2 separate regions of the Sus scrofa genome follow, and region 1 is linked to region 2. The links are chromatin contacts, called in public targeted proximity ligation maps. All regions are on one chromosome and are shown on one strand. The core of a region is the stretch at or near the end of the contact, and the rest is flanking DNA. Distances in the headings are between cores, read along the strand shown.

Evidence for each region.
Region 1: a contact with region 2 is called in a targeted proximity ligation map of skeletal muscle, with 2.4 times the contacts expected there. A contact is called at or near these places in 1 of 47 Hi-C or Micro-C datasets (liver) and 1 of 2 datasets of targeted methods (skeletal muscle).

Annotation. Positions count from the first base shown.
Region 1 is chr3:38,015,240-38,021,649 of Sscrofa11.1, forward strand. It overlaps GLIS2 (zinc finger protein GLIS2), which reads right to left and starts at 3,487. Exons shown (of 7, transcript XM_005662179.3): 1 at 3,267-3,487.
Region 2 is chr3:37,689,857-37,695,992 of Sscrofa11.1, forward strand. It overlaps NUDT16L1 (protein syndesmos), which reads right to left and starts at 4,797. Exons shown (of 4, transcript XR_002342434.1): 1 at 2,423-4,797; 2 at 2,017-2,347; 3 at 1,136-1,358; 4 at 1-146. MGRN1 (E3 ubiquitin-protein ligase MGRN1) reads right to left here. Exons shown (of 17, transcript XM_021086677.1): 17 at 4,947-6,136.

The DNA of each region.
Region 1 (6,410 bases), core at 2,237-4,736, 320 kb after region 2:
TCCCTGCCTGGCCCTGGCACCCTCAGAAAGGTGAACCCCCAGACTCTTGTCTAGGACCCTTTCCCAGGCCCTGGGAGGGAGTGCAGTGTGGGTTGGGGGGAGATCCCCATTTTTGGCTGGCCCCAGAGACCCCCTCACCAGCCAGGGATGCCCCATCTCTGAGAAGGGTGTGTATCTAGGTGAAGGGGGGACCACCCAGGACCTTGTGGGGGTCACCCCTCAGTCATCTGCGTGAAATGTAAAATGACAAGAACCCTGGATCGAGAGACGCTTCTCCAGAGCCTGGAAAAGAGCAGAGCACCCCCACCGCCCCACTCCACCCAGCTCGGGGCCCCGCCACGGCAGCCCACATTTGAGGGGCCTCTTCGGCTGCCCTGGGGCACGGAAACCTGGGGGGGAACCCTGCACAGAGGACAGAGCCCGGAGCTGCCACCGCCGCCCCCCCCCCCCCGGGCCTCTCAGCGCCAGAGGCCCCACCCCAAATGCCTCCCAAAGAGCTCAGCTGCACACCCCAGTCCCACATCTGGTCCCCCGGCCACAGCTGTCGCCACCCTCCCTCATCCTGGGATTGCCCCAAACGCTGCCCCGCCCCCTCGCCCAAGTGGGAAATTCGGATTCCAGGCGAATGAGGGTAGATGGAAATGCACAGGGGTGGAGGTTGTCAGGAGAACCTTCCTCCTTCTGTACCGAAGCCCGGCCCCAGAGGGGTAGGTGGCAGACGACACTCCCACTGCCTGGACCGCCCGAGGCCAGGCCAGGAAAAGAGGGGAGAAGGGAGCGGCGGGAGGGGGAGCTGCACGGTGGAGCCAGGGGTCCAGGCCCTCCGACAAGCCCAGGGAGGGGCCCTGGCAGAGCCCTGTCTTCCCCTGGGACCAGGTGGCCCCATCAGCCCTGTCGCGTCTGCGGGCACTCCCAGCAAGGAGGGGAGCCCAGGCAGAAGGCATCGCTGGGGCTGCCCCATTTGCAGCTGGGCTTTTCAGAAACAACAAAAGCTTTGGGGGGACGCAGTTCACACGATTGTTTAAAATGAGGTTTCTGGATGTCTGTGGCATCCAGTTATTCATACTGGCTCCACCCACGGATAATTGAGAGTTGGCTTTTGTTGGCCTCAACCCCCTCTCAGCACCCCACCCCCCCCCCCGCCTGTCTTCCGTGGACTCCCATGGACTCTGCAGTTCAGGAAGCTCCCCAAGTCTGACCCCTTGGTTTCACAGAGGAGGAAACTGAGATCCAGAAAGGGGAGGCGCCTGGCCCAAGGACCCTTGGGAGTTGGTGGTGCAGCCAGAAGTTGAATCCAGGACATCAGACTCCCAGGCCAGGGGCTTTTCCCACTCACCCTCCAAGCCATGGCCCAGCTCCAGCGAATCCCCCAAAGCCACTGACCCCAAAAGCAGTGGTGCCTGGAAGTGGGGTGACTCACTGTCTGGCTTTCTGGGGCACCTCCTCCCCATCAGTGAGGGAGGGACTGGCAGGTGTCCCTGGGTGGAGAGCCAGGAGCAGGGAGAGGCCCCCCCAGGGTCCTGTACCAGGGTCACTCAGGGGCCAAAGAGCCCCAGCTGGAGGGATTTAACATCAAAGGTCAAAGGTCACAGACAGGGAAGGGCGGGCTGGCCTGGGGGTCAGAGGGTCACCGCTAATGGCAGCTCCGGAAAGGAGGGGGAGGGCAAGGGGCTAGAAGGAAAACAGGGCTGCTTCCACAGGGTCCTCAGCCCCTATAAAAGGTGCCCAAACCCCTGGCACTGCCTCCTGCTTGCCTGGCTGCAGACAGGGCCAAGCCAGGCTGGCCCGTGAAATGGGCTGGGCTAGAGCACAGAAAGGGGTGTCCTGGGAGGGGCCCCCAGGTGCAGCCCCTCGCCCGGTGCCGGCCAGGGCCGGCTGGGAGGCCCAGGCTGGGCCCAGAGGGGAGAAGGAGGAGCAGAGGGGAGGCTCCTGTGAGCTGGGCTGGAACAGCTGTGGCACCATGGCACTGGTGCGGGGATTGGGGAGGGCTGGACGGGTGGGCACAGCGAAGGGGCCAGTTTCCCTTTCCCTGAGCCTGGGAGCTGAGGAAGGCTCTGCAGAGCAGACTGTCTCCCTGTCTTCCGCAGCTGCTGGCTAAGCCTCACCTTCCCTCCAGGATGCCACGACCAGGCATGTAGGTCCTTCAGATGGCCGCCTGCAAGGACCACAGCTGAGGCCCTGAACCTGGCCCAGGCCAAGAACCACGGGAGCCCAGGCCTTGGCCAGGTCCCCAGCTGGCCTGGCTGCCCCCTCAGTGTCAAGCGTTCCCTTCAGAGCCAAGATCCTGGGCTGTGATGGCTGGGGGCCCAGGGCTCCTCCCAGGATCCCTTCCCGCTTCCCAGGCCCCAAGGCAGGGCTGGGCAGCTCCTTGCAACCATCACTGCCCAGGGTGGCCGGCCAGGCGGGCCCTCCTGGACAGGCAGAAAAGCGGCATGCTGCCCTGCTGTGGCCTGAGTACCCGGCTGGCCAGGGCAGTGTGCCAGGACCTCCAGGTGCCAGCCTGGATTCCAGCTCCATCCCAGGGGGCCTGCGGGGAAGCAGGCGCAGGCATCTCCTCCTCCGGGATGCACCTGCCTTGCCCCCTCCTCCCGCTCCCTCCAGACCCTCCCTCAGGCGGGTTGGCCAACCCTGCCTTCACCACTCGGCCCGGCCCTTCTGCTAGCACCCAGACAGCAGGGGAGGAACAAGTGCTGGACAGGACGCCGGCTCCTGGCCCTGGCCCCCAGAGGCCTCCCTTCCCCTGGCCCCAGGAAGGCCGCCGCTAACCAGGGGCAGCAGGAGAAGACTTTCCTGGACCAGGGAGGAGACACCTTTCCACCCTCTTCCTAGAAACAGCCGCCGTGGGAAGAGGTGGCTGCCCGGCTGCCCCAGACAACTTCGTGCCCAGGCTCCCGGGGTGGGAGGGCCTCTCGCCCCGCAGCGCGCCCAGACCACGGCCGCCCAACTTCCCCGCCGAAGTTTGCTCCGGCCCGGGGCCCGGCCGCGGCTCAGCCGGCCTCCGGACGGAGGGAGGGAAGGAGGGAGGAGAAAGACAGAGAAACGGAGGGACGGGGCCGGGGAGCCGGCGAGGGAGGGAGCGCGCGAGCCAGCGAGCGAGGGAGCGAGCGCAGGGGCCCGGGCGAGGGCTCACAATGGCCCGCGGTGAGGCGCGGACGCGGGAGGCGGAGGCGACCCTCCGGTCCTGCAGCCCCCGAGCGACAGGCCAGCCCCCCCCCGCCCCGCCGACGATCCCCGTCCCCACGGCGCGACACCCGGGGGCTTCCTACCTCGGCGGCGGGGGCGGTTGGGCTCCCGGCTCCGGGCTCCGGCGGTCTGGGGGCGGCGGGGGAGCGAGCGGGGGAAGGGGCCGGGCGGGCGGGGGCCAGGGCGCGAGGCTCACCGGGCGCGGGCTCCCCTGGCACGGCCGCCCGGCGCCCGGCCGCTCCGCCACATCTGCAGCTCGGGCAGGGAAGGTGGCCGCGGCAGCCGGGCCGTGCGGGGATGTCTTAGAGAGGGAGGGAGGAGGGAGGAGGGAGGCGGCGGGAGGAGGGACCGGCGGCCCGCGGAGGAGGGGGGAGGAGGAGGGGCGCGGGGGGCGGCCTCCCTCCCGCCTCCCTCCCCCGCTGCTTCCCTCCCTCCCGCCCTCCCAGCAAACCCCTCTCGCCGCCGCGGCCCCAGGCCCGGGGCGCCAGCTGCCAGGCGGGGTGTGCGCGTCGGGGGAGGGGGCAGCCGGGAGCCGGCGCTGGGCCGGGGGAGGGGAGGAAGGGAGGGTGGCGCGGCCAGGGGAGCGGGCACCGGGAGGGAGGGGCGCCCGGCCGCGGCCGAACTGCTCGAGTCCTCCTCGGCCCCATCCTCGGGTGTCGCCCCCCCGCCCCCGCGCGGCCCCGCCCCCGGCCCGAGGGCAGCGCTAGGACACGGCCTAGGAGGTGGCCTGGGGGTGGCGGTGGGGCGGGACGTCCCGCCCTCGGGGAAGCCCGGAGAGGGGCGGCGCGCGGAGGAGGACCGGAGGGAGGGCGTGCGGGCCCAGAGGAAAAGCCCCGGAGACCGGGGAGATGGAGGAGGTCGCGGCGGCAGAGGGGGCGGAGGCCCCTCGCCTCCCTCCCGCGGGGTCACCTTGGCCAGGCCCCCCGCGGCCCCGGGCGGCGGGGAGGAGGCAGGAATGTCTCTCTGCAGGCCCTGATTTCTCCGCCCAGCCCAGTTCCAGGAACGCGCGGGCAGCGCCCGGCGGGCAGAAGCCCCCGGCTCCGGATTTGGGGAGGCGCAAGCCAGGGTTCGAGGCCAGCCTCAGCCCCTCCTTCCCGTCCGACGTCGGGCTGTTGCCCGCCTTGCCCTCCGCCTCAGTTTCCTTCCCGGGGAATGAGGAGGAGGCCCCGCCCCAGTCTGAGGCCCCGCCATTCGGACGGCCTACATCGTCACCCCGAGAGCGGCGGGGGTCCTTGATCGCGCCGGGACTGACCCTCCGGTGCTGGCGATTAGGAAGTGGAATGAGCGGATACACGCGAGTGAGAAAGGCCAGCACCCGCACCGGACGAAGGTGATTTCTACCTACTGAGGCTGAACCCCAGACTAACGACCTTGAGTGTGTTTTTGTTTGGGCCAACCCGGAGCCCCCGCCCTCTCATCTTCTTGCCGCTCTGCTGTCTGGTGGCAAATCTTGGTTCAAAAACAGCCCTCCTGCTGTTAGGCAACTTTGCCGCCTCCCAGTTGGCCTCGAGGAGTCCAGGAGACAAAAAGCATCCTCTGTAGGTGAGACATAGGACTGCGGGTGTAATTCTGCCTTCAGTCATGTTGTTGATGATGCCCGTCCCCCGCCAGAGCCTGAAGCACCTGGGTCTTGATCACACTGCAGCCTCAGTGCCTGGCACAGAGCTTTTGGCACACAGTAGGTGCTCCTGCAGTACATACTTTGCGAATGGACACAGAGTAGGTGCTCAGTACATCTCAAGGCACATATGCATAGTAGTGCTCATGACTGCTGCTTGAATGAACACATACTAGGTGCTCATGAGCTGTTACATGGACACAGTAGATGCTAGTTAATTTGCGGGCAAATGGATACATAGGGGAGTTGTATGAATGGACACTTACTAGGTACTCATGACTGTTGCCTGAATAGATAGAGCAGGTGCTCCTGAGCTGTTGGGTGATACATGAAAGGCCAGTAGTCCTGAAAGGCAGCTATTTGGAGGTGACCTTCCCTGCCCTCACCGCACCCTAGTTTCCCTCCTGTGGATAATGTGGAGTGAGGCCGGGTTAAACATTAGCCGGCAGATGGTCCATGGGGGGAAGGCCAGCCATGGGACCTAGCACCTTCTAGGAGGGGGCTCTTAAGGGCCGACTCTCTGGGTCCCAACACCAGCCAGGGTGTGGGGAGAGGCAGAGGCTGAGGGCTGCAGAGCGCCCCCTTCCGGCGTCTGGGATTGCAGTGATTCAGCTTCCATTGCCACCCAGCAGCCTGTGGCCTCACTTGGTCCCACCTTGGAGTCACCTGACTCCGGCCCAGGGGGAATACAGGTGTATGGAAAAAAGGTACACAAGGGGCTAGTTTTATATGCTTATGGGGAGTTCCCGTCGTGGCTCAGCGAGCTGTGACGAAGGCCAGCAGCTACAGCTCTGTTTCTCTGATTTGACCCCTATCCTGGAAATCTCCATACGCTGCCTGCCGGTGCGTCCTCGAAAAAGACCAAAAAAAAAAAAGAAAATGCTGACGGGAGTTCCCGTTGTGGCTCAGCGGAAATGAATCTGACTAGCATCCAAAATGCTTATGGAATGCACACAGGATGCCAAGCACTGCGGTGGTGGCGACAGAGATGAAGCCCCTGCGAGTCAGTGGGGGCAGATCGAACTAGCCAGTCTTGTCCGTATGGGTCTTACCACTGATTCAAGTGAAATCCAAAGGCGTCTGCACCACGAGGGGACCCAACGGTAAGAAACCTTAACCTGCGAGGACTTTTCTCATTTGTTGTTCCGCTTACATTTGTTTTCATGGACAAGCACGTTGCTCCCAGTGAGAACTCTGACTTGGGATTCCCACATTTGGATGGTAAATAGTAGTATCTCCTTTCTTTTTTCGTTTTGTTTTTTGTTTTTTGGGGTTTTTTGCTTTTTTGCTTTTCAGGGCTGCACCTGTGGCATATGGAGGTTCCCAGTCTAGGGGTCAAATCGGAGCTACACCTGCCGGCCTGCGCCACAGCCACAGCAACACAGGATCTGAGCCTCGTCTGCGACCTACACCACAGCTCACAGCAACGCCGGATACTGAACCCACTGAGCAAGGCCAGAGATCGAATCTGCATCCTCATGGATGCTAGTCAGATTCGTTAACCCCTGAGCCACGATGAGAACTCCCAGTATCTCCTTTCTGAGTTTGTTGTGAAGATTAAATGAGATACATTATCAGGTATCAACCCTGACCCAGGGCTTTTCAGTTC
Region 2 (6,136 bases), core at 3,547-6,046:
ACTGTCAGCGTCACTGAGGCGTCTTTCTGGACAGTGTCGAAGAGACGGCCCGTGCTGACCTTCCTGCCCTGGGGGCTCTGCCGTTGGCATCCTGCGCATCCAGCCAGTGCTGCCAGACCATCTCCTTGCGGCACCTTCAGCCTGTGCTGGGGACAGAGAAGGGAGGAGCAGCAGGCTCAACCCTGGTGCCACCAGGATTTGGGGCCGGGGGGGAGACAAGGTTCTCTCACTGTCCGTCTCAGCAGCAAAACCAAGCCCAAAGCCCAGAGTGTCCCCAGCTGGCACTGTCACAGGACACGGAGGTGGCTGGCACCCCCCTGGATGGGATGCCTACACCTGCTCCACTCTGAATGGTGCCCAGAGCCTGCTCTCAGGCCTGGCCCTGCCCTCCAGGTCCCTGGGTGGTAGGGACAGGGATACCCTTGTGCACCCATCCTGAGGCCTACGGCCAAGACCAAAGAACACAGGACAGGACAGCCAAGGAGCAGCCGGACTGTCCTGCCTCCAGCAGCTCCATCTACAGCAGACCCCATGGCCCTGTCTGTCCTCAGGGACCAGGCCCTGGCGGGTGATACTGCCTTGAAACCGCACCACAGATAAAGCTGAAAACAAAATTACATGTAACATCCTATCCGGGGCTGGCTTTAAAAAAAAGCAAACCCCAAACTCCTTTTATTTACCAAGTGACTGTCATCATGAGCAACAGCCAACCGTCACCTGGCCGCGAGCCAGGTGAGCAAACAGCACGCAGCTCCAAGAGTAAACTGAGGCTTCCCTCCCCCAGGCCTGCTACGCCGAGCAGGATGCAGGAACCCGGTCAACCCAAAGCTGCCCCCACAAGGACAAGACTGGCGAGAACAAACCCGCTTCTCCAGGGCCCATGTGTGGGTTCCCTTAACCCAAGTGGCCAATCAGGTGACACCTGGGGCTCCCCCAGCTGGTGAGACACGCAGAGGAGAGCCCAGGTACCCAGGGCACCACCCAGTGCCTGCTCAGGGTGAGCAGAGGTGACAGATGCCCACTCCCCATGCAGTGAGCCTGGGGCTCAGAAACAGGCTGCAAGACAGACTCCCACACAAACTGAGGGCCCAGCCACAGAACTAGGGGAGGGTGACAGACAAGGCACAGGAGCAACCTCAGGAGGAAGATGGGAGCAGCTTCTCCAGGGCCTTCTTCTGCTTTTCCGTGGCTGCAGCCAAGGCCTCAGCCAGCTTTTCCTCCGGCATCATATTGAGCACCTTGAGGGCAAAGAGGAGCTGGTACTTGGCTGTGCTGATGAAAGCGTTGCTCAGGAAGTTGGGAAAGCCACCAACTCGGTCCTTCTGGGTGTACAGTGGGACACGCACAAGTCCCAGCACCTGCATGGAGAGGAGACCTGGTTTGGGACCAGGTCCCCATGTGGATGACATGGCCCTGGCAAGGGGCGCTCCTGAGCTGCTAGGCCAGGGGAAGGACAGCCAGGTTGCCAAGGACACAATGGGACACCCCGGCGGGGTCTGGTGAGGCGGAAGCCAGCCAGCTCCCTTGGAGCAGCACAGCGCCTCTCTTCCCCAAGCGAGCTTCAAGGCCACCCCATGCACATCAAGTCCCAGGCCCCATCCACTGGCAGGAAGCCCCTCGTCCACACCCCATGCTCCCTCTGTCACCTGGTAAATCCCAAACACCCAAGTGTCACTCCCAATCCTTCCAGACTATGACACCCACAAACAGAGCCTTCACTCCCCCACCGTGAGATCTTGGCCCTTGAACTCAGACCTACAAGATCCTCTTTTGGCTCTTCGGTTTCGCACCTCCCCGGCAGGCACCGCCCCTTCCCATCCTCCCACCGATCCCACTCCCCACTCCCAGGATTGGCAATGGCAGGCAGCAAGGCAGATGGAACACAGCCCCGAGGGAGCCCCAGCCCCGGCTCCCCTCCCAGCCCACCCCCGACCCGTGGTCCCTCTCCCCACCCCGGAGCTGGAGACAGCGACACCCTCCCAGCCCGGCCTGGGGACCCTCAGGGGGACGTGTTACCCATCGGTGCCTTCCGCGGGGCCAGAGCCAAACCCCGGGGCGGGGGGCGGGGCCCGGGCGGCGGCCCCACCTCCAGGCCGTGGTCGCGCGAGTGCACCGCGCTGATCTCCACGGCGTGCAGCTGCTCCAGCGTCAGCTGCCGCGCGTACAGGTGCGCCACGACGCGGTGCGGGCCCTCGGTCAGGTGTGAGCTTAAGTAGTCTGCCTCCGTGAGGCGCAGGCAGCCCAGGCCCAGGCCCAGCACCCGGTTCAGTCCGTCCTCCAATGACCAGAAGCGCCGGTCCACGAAGCCCCCGGGAAAGCCCAGCAGCCCGTCGAAACGCATCTGCATCTGCAAGGGAGCGTCAGGGTCACGGGCGCGAGTCCGAGTGGCGCCCGGTCCCCGCCCGCCTGCCCGCGTCCTCACCAGCACCGAGAAGCGCATAGGGATGCGGCCGAAGAGCTGCCCGGGGTTTGCAGCGTACAGCATGGCGTGGCACGAATGGCTCCAGCCCGGCCCAAGACGCATCGCCTCCACCCGGCTGATCTGCTTCAGCTCCGGGACTGCCACGGTCGACATCTTGGCACTACCCACCGCCGCCCAGACACCGCCCCTTAAGTGCATGCGCGGGCCCGCCCCGCCGCACCCAACCAATCCGCGGGAAGCCGCGCCCCTGGGCCCCGCTCCTCCGCCAATCGCTGACCCGCGCCGGGGCCGAGCCCATCGCGACGCTCAGAGGCGTCGTTGCGAAGCGGGAGGGGCGTGCGCAAAGGGGAAGGCGGTTCGCGCCCAGCTGTCACCCAACAGCCGCGCACCCCGAACCGGCACCGCCCACGATCCTAGAAAACCACAAGGCCCAAGATGCAACGCGACAACCGAGCCCGCACGAGCCGAGCGCAGATTCGGATTCGGGTTCCCAGACGCGCGGCGCCTGCGGGGTTGGGGCGCTACCTGCAGGCGGTGCAGCCTGTGGAGTCTGGACTCAAACTGCGCGTCTAGAAGAGGGCAGGGAAAGCCCTAGCAATTATACTGCCCTCCGCCTTCCCCCGCGCCTCTTCGGGAGCACAGCCGCGCCGGCTTCCCACCGTCAGCTCCAGGCCGGGTTGGCGCCTGTCCCTGGGCGTGCGGGCGCCCCCTGCCTGCCCCAGGGGGCTCAGCCGAGCCTTGCGGCCAGGAGGCACAATGCCAGCCCATGGTTCTGCTGCCGGTTAAACACAGCCTGGCAGAGTCCAGCTACCCCCCGAGTCCAGCCCAGCCCTGAACTGGGGGTGGGCGGTGAGGAACTCGGGGACTTCCTGAATCCAGCCTGCTGGGGCAGAAGTGATTTAGATTCCGGGCAGGGAGCTTCCCAGCGCAGCGCCCAAATACCCGTGTCAGGGGCCATATAGGCCAGGTACTCCCCCCTTTAGGAACCTGGGGCTCAGATGAACGGGACTTGCCTGAGGGCACCCAGCAGTTTGTGAGAGCCAGGATCCTACCCTCGAATTCCACCTCTCCTACCCAGTGTCCGCGCAGAAAACCGTGCAGCTTCTGGGGACGAGGGCCTGAGTCACTTACCAGCGTCTGTACCGGAGAAGGCAGGCACTACGGCTCCGGAGCATCAGAAACAGCAGCTGCGGCAGAGCAGCAGGCTCCCCCGGGTTCTGTGGTGCTACTCACTCCATCAGGTAGCCCAAGCTCCATTTTCCCCCCGCGTGGTCCTCTGCCAGGGTTGGGGCTGCCGCAGCAGGGAGGCAGCCGCAGCTGGCAGTGGGAGGCCAGACTCTAGGGAGACTAAAGGTGTTTGAAGGGAAGGACCCAGGCATTAATAAATAAAGGTGTTTGAAGGCTCGCCTCAGGCATTAATAAAGGAGGTGGGCCCGTGGTGGGAGACCCAGTGCAGCCAATGCAAAAACCTGTGTGACTGAAAGGCCTTTTCCACACCGAGACCGTGGCAGACCGGGGACCCCCGAGGTTGGCAGGCCTTCCCTGGGGCAGGGCCAGGCCAGCTAGGAAGGCTGGCTCCACCCTTGAGTGCCTGAGTCAGAGGGCACTGCTGGCTGGCCGTGGTTCGGGCAGTGCTGCAGTGGGCGTGCTGGGGCACCAGCCTCTCCCCATGCAGAGGCTGCTTGCTGGTCAGGGGAGCTCAGGCTGAGCAGAGGGCCCCAGCTGGGCTCCAGCGTCCTGGCAGCCAAACCTGCCCTCCAATCCATTTCCCCCGAGGACAGCTGGAGAAAGTCGCTCCCTTGCTTAGCAGCCTCCAATTGCTCCTAGGGCAAAACTGGGCCCCCACAAAGTGTCTGCACCCCACACCCCAGCTCTGACACTTCAGCCACTCCGTGGACACAGTAGACCCACTCCTGCCTTTGCACTTGCTGAGCCAGCTGCCTGGGGTGCTCTTCCAGGCCCAGCTCCTTGGCATCCTTTAGGGCTCAGCTGAAACGTATCACAGAAGCCCTCCCCAAACACAGGCTAAATCAGCACCACCTCGTTAGCCACCGACCCCCTTCCTAACTGTAATCACATGTGGTTAGACCTGAATCACTTGCGTAGCATCTCACTGACTAGAACGCAGGCTCCCAGGGGCCTGGCGCCTTCTGCTTTCTGCTGGCACAGCAGGCACTCAGTTCACGGCGGCAAGAGGAACTAGCGACGGCTACGGCCAAAGCAATTGCATAGCTGGAGGCCTGGGCTCTTCCACCTGCTCAGGAAACAGAGCCAAGTCCCAAGGGTCCCTCCCCTTTGCTCCAACCCGACAATCAGCATAATGCCGACCCCAAGAATAACAAGCAGCAGCACTCACGCCCTCCCGGAAGTCCTATGTCACATCACACATGAGGGAACAGTGGCTGCAGCCACAAGCAGGCACTTGCGCTGCTCTGAGTGTGTCAGAGCTGCCACTCAGCTGTCCTGCCTCCCGAGAAACAACCCAGTCCTGTGGAGCTGTGCATGGAGGGAAAAGCGAATAGGATATTGCTGCATGATTTTATTACTATAAATATACAGTAAAAACGAACAAAAACTAGCCAATCAGAGTACATCAAATGGTAGCACGTGTTAAGTCCAAGACAGGCCAGTCTGCACCCCGCCCTTCAGTTACTGGCCCCAAAACCAATGGTGAGAGGCGGGGGGTGTTGGCCAGTGAGAGGAGAGGGGTGAGGAGAGGGAGACGGTCATGTGCGTGTGTGGCATCTGTGCACCCACGAGCACACGGCGGGCAGGACGGGAGGCAGGGCGCCTGCAGTGTGGCCTCTGTTCATAGGCTCAACTGGAGAGAGAAGGAGGCGCCCATTCCGAGCACCCCACTCATCAGAGCCTCAGGCTGTGTGGTCGGCTGCCCAGCACCATCCTTCCCACCTGCTAGGAAAGCGCTGGCACGGGGAGTGCAGACCCGCCGCCGCCAGGCTAAGGTCCCACTGGGGCAGCTCTCATCCAGAGGCACCAGGGCCAAGCACGCTGTCTGCCTTTCTGTTGCCCGCAAGTTTGTCTTTAAGAGAAGGCGAGGTCACCTCACATGGGGCCCTCGTCCCCAGGGACATCCCGCCACAGGAGCCCCAGACGGGAACAAATCAAAGCAAATTCTCAGTGCCATCTACGGCAGAGGGAGCAGAGAAGCCACCAGCGCCTTCCAGAGCAGGTGATGGCGTGCCGCTCGCCGAGCAGAGCCCCGGCCCAGAGGGTCTGGTGCCGTGGGCAAAGCTGCCGCTGGGAAGGGCTCTCAGGCACCACACCGCCCATGCCCAGACCCAAACCTGGCCGAGCCTCGCCAAGCTGTGCAGGGGGAGGGCAGGGGCAGTCTCCTTCCCGGCCTGAGACTCAGACCCCACCTCCTCTCCTTCCAGGGGCCCCGCGCGTCCCCGTGAAGGCAGCACCTCACCGCCCAGGAACTCCTCTTCTCCAGCGTGTCCCTCAGTTCCCGGGCATCGGCCGCCACGGCTCGGGGGCTGGGTGAGGCTGCACACGGGTGCCCGGCCCCGGGGCATTGGGAAGGACCCAGAGCTCAGCGCCCGGGACAGAAAGCCACTGTCCTTCATCTTGTACCATTTACAAATACATGGACTGTAGAAAAAGGGTCGTCAGAGGGGACAGTCAACTGTGCTCTTCGGTCAAGGGTCACACAGCTCCTCGCAGCCAGTGACCACGCAGAACTTGCAGACTGGA